2 separate regions of the Pan troglodytes genome follow, and region 1 is linked to region 2. The links are chromatin contacts, called in public capture Hi-C maps. All regions are on one chromosome and are shown on one strand. Each heading gives the region's core, a stretch centred on a gene start, on an enhancer-like site or on the middle of the called end of the contact. The rest is flanking DNA. Distances are from core to core; before and after follow the strand shown.

Region 1 (2,898 bases), core at 22-2,521, 320 kb after region 2:
GAGTTCTGAGGATCAAGCACAATTAACAAACACTTGTAAAACTGGCTCATGAAACTATCGATGGTGTTTCCATAATCATTTTCTTGGGAGGAGCACAACTGCCTGCGCTCAGGTGACTGCCCCACTGCTTATTCCCTGTGTAACTTTGGGAAGTTACTTCCTTGCCCCTTGACATTTCATTTGTAGAACAGGGATAATAAAAATACCTACCTCAGGCTGGCCGCAGTGGCTCATGCCTGTAATCCCAGCACTTTGGGAGGCCGAGGCGGGCGGATCACTTGAGGCCAGGAGTTTGAGTCCAGCTTGGCCAACATAGTGAAACCCCATCTCTACTAAAAATACAAAAATTAGCCAGGTGTGGTGGTGCACACCTGTAATTCCAACTACTTGGGAGGCCGAGGCACGAGAATCGCTTGATTGAACCTGCGAGTGGAGGTTGCAGTGAGCCAAGACTGTGCCACTGTACTCCAGCCTGAGTGACTCTGTCTCAACAACAACAAAAACCAAACCCCAAAAAAACCTACCTCAAAGGGCAGTTGTGTAACATGCTTCGTACATAGTGAATACTCAGTGCATTTTCACTATGTGACCACACACACACATACACACACATTCTCACTGCAGTGGCCACGGAATCAACCATCAACTTAGGAGATTGTCACTATGTGGTTCTCAAAAGGAGATATTAAGTAGACAAAGTTTTCATCATCATCATTAATTATATTTACTGGACACCAAAAAGAAACAAAGTCTTGGCCCAGGTGTCTTCCACTACTGGATTCCACAACACTCTTCACAAATAATACAGATGAAACAGAACAGTGTGTCAGGTAAACATAAGGCAGTCGAGAAACAACTAAGTTTTTTTGTTTTTAATCTTCAAAACTTTTCTCTCAATTTTTCAAATCTGGCTTTAAGCAGATCAATAAAATAAGCACAGTTATGATTATGCCAGAGATGGAAACAAGGCTGAGCTGGAGGGGAGGAAACAGATAGGACCCGGAGAGGCGTTTTATAGCTACCTCCCCTGCTACCTGAGTCCATGCTGCTCCCTCTAGCCTGGACGACGGCAACAGCTTCCATACCGGCCTTCTTGCTTCTCTTCGTGCCCCTCCATTCAAGACACAGCACCAACACTGATTTTAAAAATATAAATCACCTTTCTTCCCTGCATTTCACATTAGGACTCTGCTCCAAATACCCTCCCTGGACCCGTATCATCCATGTGCTCTCCCGATGCTCCTACCACACGTGCGCCTTGGAGTGGACAGCCTCGCCCTGATCCTCACATGGGTCCGGACCTCCTTCCTGTCATTCAGATCTCAGCTTACCACCCAGAGGCCTTTCCTGACCACCCTGTCATGCATGCCCAGTTCTCTGCACAGCACTTAACCTGATATTGCACATGGATTGTCTGCCAGCAGAGAATGCAGTCCCATGAGGGCAGCATCCTTGTCTGTCCCACCCCCCAGTTATCCCCACCCCTTACAACAGTGTAGGGTACATAACAGGTGGTTGACAATGGTTCAGTAATCATCAAGATTATCCCACCGTATTTTTCTGTTTCCTGTGAAACACACAATTCTCCACCTGGTTTTGTGACATGTTGTGGTGAGTTTAAGCTTCTAAGTGGAAAAAAGAGCCAGATGGGGATTCTTCTATTTGTTAGATCTTGGGCAGGAGTTTCAGTCTAAACCTCAGGTCTATTAATAAAAAGTAGAACTGATACCTCAGAGACTAAGAGGATTAGGTAATAAATGTGACAGTTCATATGAGCTGCTCCCTCATTCTAATGATAAAAGGAAGCCCAGGCAAATTGTTAGCAAGTGAATACAGACCGGCCTACTGCCCCAAGTTGTAAAGCACCAATATTAAACAACATATAAACGCTTTGGTGTTAAGCAGACAAAATACCATCACAATACTTTTAAGAGGGGAAATCGGTGTTGAACAACGTTGGGTAATTTTTTAAAACGGATTTTTTCCTTTTATAGATTGTTCTCTTTATTCTCATATTGCTTGGCCTTGAGGATTCTGAGCTCAGAGCAACCTTGTCTTTCGGCTCTTTTCTAGTCTATATATTACATGAACTGCCTTCAAACACACAATAGTATTGTTTATTTTAACCTGGGATAGAATTTTCTGAAATTCTGTTCCAATCATCAATTACCCCAAGATTATTTTAAATTTCAATAATGACCACAGAATTGTATCATAATAGAACAGAAATGTCTTGACTCTTTTAGACATTTGGGGCTTTTCAGAGACAGTATCGTGGTTCCAGCACTGTGAGCTCTGAAGTTAGGTGCCCTAGGTTGGAATTCCAACTCTCACGTCCTAATAGTTACCCTAATCAACTACTCAAGTATGCTAGGTCCTCCCACTTGAAATACAGGGCTAATAAAAATCCCACAAGGTTGTTGGGAAGATTCAAGAAAAATTGCGTAGGCACAACGCTCCACATATAGTAAATGTACAATAACTAATCTTCGGAATTTTGCCTCTTCTCAGAATCTTAGATGAATGCAATGTTTAATGTTTTCCCAGATACATTCTATATTTATCATTTAATAAGCATCTGAAAGAAACAATGGCATAACTAGTTTTTACTGCATAATAATGTTAAAGGGTACTTAAAAGTTCTGAAGAACACTGTCCCATATATGTGAAAAATCAATTTTACCATAAAACCTGAATCATATGAAGTTGAAAACCTGAAAAAAGGACTACCCCCACCTATCAATCATTTGTTTAACTTGCCATTACATTGCATTTGAGTCAGCATAATCTTTATTTCAAAATAACATTTTTATTATATAAAAATGTAAAAATCCAGCAAAACCAGAAATACGAATATATTTTTCTGGGCTTTCACATTTGTTGATTTTTATTCGCGAT
Region 2 (3,313 bases), core at 382-2,881:
AATGAGACTATAGGTAAAGCACCTGGCTTTATTAAACACTCAACCAACGAGGAGGAGGATGGGGGTTTGTAGAGTAAATTGGTATAGATTTTAGTACTGACTTCACAGGTTCCTAGGTTCCTAGATTGTTTTTATTTAATTTTGGCAAATGACAAGTACCTAACAGAAAAGTAGTATTTTAAACACAGTCTTTGCTGGGCGCAGTGGCTCACACCTGTAATCCCAGCACTTTGGGAGGCTGAAGTGGGCAGATCACTTGAGATCAGGAGTTCAAGACCAGCCTGGCCAACATGGTGAAACCCCCATCTCTACCAAAAAGACAAACATTAGCCGGGTGTGGTGGCGCCCGCCTGTAGTCTCAGGTACTCAGGCTGAGGCAGAAGGTTGCAGTGAGCCAAGATCATGCCACTGCACAGCAGCCTGGGTGACAGAGCAAGACTCTGTTTCAAATAAATAAATACAGTCTTTAAGGGACACTTAAGGAGTAATGGAGGGGACCGGGCGCGGTGCCTCACGCCCTCAATCCCAGCACTTTGGGAGGCCAAGGCAGGCAGATCGCTTGACGTCAGGAGTTCAAGACCAGCCTGGCTAACAAGTTAAAACCTCATCTCTACTAAAAATACAAAAATTAGCTGGGCGGGGTGGCACGCACCTGTAATCCCAGCTACTAGGGAGGCTGAGTCAGGAGAATAGCTTGAACCCAGGAGGCAGAGGATGCAATGAGCCAAGATTGTGACACTGCACTCCAGCCTGGGTGACAGAGTCAGACTCCGGCTCAAAAAAAAAAAAAAAGTAATGGAGGGGGAAAGAGCCCTGGGGTCACTTGGACAAGTTCTTCTCTGGATCTATGTCCTTCTCTATCAGTGACAAAGTTGGATAATGACTGAGACAGAATTCTTTTTTTTTTTTTGAGATGGAGACTCACTCCACCGCCTGGGCTGGAGTGCAGTGTGGCGCAATCTCAGCTCACTGCAACCTCCGCCTGCCAGGCCCAAACGACTCTCCTGCCTCAGCCTCCCGAGCAGCTGGGACTACAGGCATGCGCCACTACGCCCAGCTAATTTTTGTATTTTTAGTAGAGACAGGTTCACTATGTTGGTTGGCCAGGATGGTCTTGATCTCTTGACCTTGTGATCCACCCACCTCAGTCTCCCAAAGTGCTGGGATTATAGGCGTGAGCCACTGCACCCGGCCCAAGGCATAATTTGTTTAAGCACTAACCCTGTTATCTGAGCATCAGTAAGGAGCTGGTATCCTTTCTGGGCCAAGTGGACTGATGTAAACAGTATTACACGGGTTACCCAGATACGTTTTTCTGTTTTTCCTTTGAAAACGGGGGTTTCGGGAGGGCAGAGAAAAGGAGGAGGGTGAAAAATTAAGTGCCTAACTACACAGACCAGGGGGGCCTGCAGCCTCCCACACGCCTGCTTTCCAGATCCAGGTAATTATTCCTCATCGTGCTGACACCAACAGGAAGGAACAGTGGATGCATTTTCTTTCTTCTTCACTTCACCATGCATCCTGTTTTCCCAGGTTTGGAGGTTTGAGCCGGCCTTGTGCAAAAGCTCCTGTACCAGGTCAAGCCCTGGCTCCAGGCCCTCTGTTCCTAGGGCAGTGGCAGCAATGGGCTGCTTTGGGGGAGGGTCAGCCTTTTCTCCAAAGTCCAGCGAGCCTGCCGGTGAACCAAGGTTACTGATGAATCCACGCTGAAGTCTTGGTGAGGACTCAGCCTGACCGGACTCTCATTAGATGGGACGGACCCTGGTTCATACACAGGCCACTCACTCTGCACAGCCACCCCACTTACTGAAGCAAGAAGAATTGGCAATAAGTGCACGATACCCTGGTCCCATCTAAAAACAACCAGCTACTCCACAGTCTCAGAGTCAGGGATGCTCAAGTGCTATTTATTCTGTTTACCAGACATATAGCAGCCGGGCAGGGAGTCTTCATAGCCTGTTGCGTCATGTGATTCCATTCCAGATTTTTCCTTTTATTCCTGTCTCCAAGGCCCCATTGTGCAGGTGCTACTAATTTTCATGAAATGATACTAGGAGGTAAAGAAAGTTCGCTGGTTCTCAGATATCCATCTGTGTGCAAACAGACAGAGTACAGAAAAATAAGTAGAATAACAAAGTTCCTAGTTTTGTGTGGGCTGAGAGTGAAAAAAAAAAGAATAACGAGGAGTGAAAAGAATGAAGAAGAAAAACAGCTGCACAGGAAAAGGGCAGTGTCACAGGTGCCTCCCACGGTCCTTTGCCGAGAGCCTGTGGGGGAGGCCAAGTGGGGAGAATGGGGGACATCAGGTGGACGACCCAGGGGACCAGCTGGTGTCAGAGAATGGTAGATTAGGATTTGGCCTGCTAGATCATGTTGGCGGCATTGGCCAACATCAAACACGAGGGGCCTCTGGTGACAGGACATGACACTGCACAATCAGAGATCACAGCGAATGGCTTTGCTGAGGTGTCCACTTTACTCCTGCCCCGATCACCTCCCCTTCCTGATTGTTAGTCCTTTTGTTTCTCCAGGAAGTCTCTTCTCATCCCTGTTCATGCCTTCGTGTAACAAGCATTTATCTCACTAGTACCGTGAGCCACGCGTGTGCTGTGGTTACATCCGTGGATCAGACAGACAGCAGTGCCTGATCCTGTAATTCTTCCATCCTTTAATTCCTTTCTCTCAGTCTGGCCAGAAAAAAAAAAAAAAGTTCTCCTAACAGAGAATATAGCAACAGGTTGCTGAAAAGTGACATCTGACAAGAAAGGAAAGCTGGTTGATGAAAGATTTAAAAGAAAAATGTCAGGCCGGGCTTGGTGGCTCAAGCCTGTAATCCCAGCACTTTGGGAGGCCGAGGCAGACAGATAATCTAAGGTCAGGAGTTCAAGATCAGCCTGGCCCACATGGTGAAACCCCGTCTCTATTAAAAATATAAAAATAAGCTGAGCATGGTGGCGGGCGGCTGTAATCCCAGCTACACAAGAGGCTGAGGCAGGAGAATCATTTGAACCTGGGAGGCGGAGGTTGCAGTGAGCCGAGATCGCACCACTGCACCCCAGCCTGGGTGACAGAGTAAGACACGGTCTTAAAAAAAAAAAAAGAAAAGAAAAATGTTCTTCCCTGCTCCTGGCACTCTCCCTGCCCTAGCCTCCTGCGCATGCTATCTCTCAACAAGACCCAGTCTGCCCCAACCAGAGGTGTTGCTAGACCAGCTGCCCAAACAGGAAACCTTATATAATTCTGTAACCCTGACCTTGGGCCTGAATCTTCCCCTTCTGTAAACAGTCCATTCAACCCAGGAAGACCTGCAGAC

The links. Capture Hi-C pulls out chosen DNA fragments and counts their contacts.
Region 1: a capture Hi-C map of stem cell-derived neural stem cells shows a contact between it and region 2, with 5 times the contacts expected there. The contact joins two enhancer-like sites. A contact is called at or near these places in 4 of 7 Hi-C or Micro-C datasets (blood, induced pluripotent stem cells and stem cell-derived neural progenitor cells), 1 of 1 datasets of contacts at active chromatin or transcription factors (stem cell-derived excitatory neurons) and 1 of 1 other capture datasets (stem cell-derived neural stem cells).

The regions. Positions count from the first base shown.
Region 1 is chr17:27,609,585-27,612,482 of NHGRI_mPanTro3-v2.0_pri, forward strand. It overlaps MYL12B (myosin light chain 12B), which reads right to left. Exons shown (of 4, transcript XM_001145151.7): 4 at 2,790-2,898. Among named protein-coding and RNA genes, the nearest start is that of MYL12B, 18 kb to the right of the region's middle. Within about 2 kb of position 1,272, at least 2 of the 24 cell types and tissues checked have an H3K27ac peak or open chromatin away from gene starts, as enhancers often do. A contact at or near this core is called in stem cell-derived neural stem cells, where this site is marked.
Region 2 is chr17:27,289,985-27,293,297 of NHGRI_mPanTro3-v2.0_pri, forward strand. The region is part of intron 8 of DLGAP1 (DLG associated protein 1); the gene reads left to right. LOC100615703 (a long non-coding RNA gene) reads right to left here. Exons shown (of 4, transcript XR_008540675.2): 2 at 1-2,687. Among named protein-coding and RNA genes, the nearest start is that of TGIF1, 140 kb to the right of the region's middle. Within about 2 kb of position 1,632, at least 6 of the 24 cell types and tissues checked have an H3K27ac peak or open chromatin away from gene starts, as enhancers often do. A contact at or near this core is called in stem cell-derived neural stem cells, where this site is marked.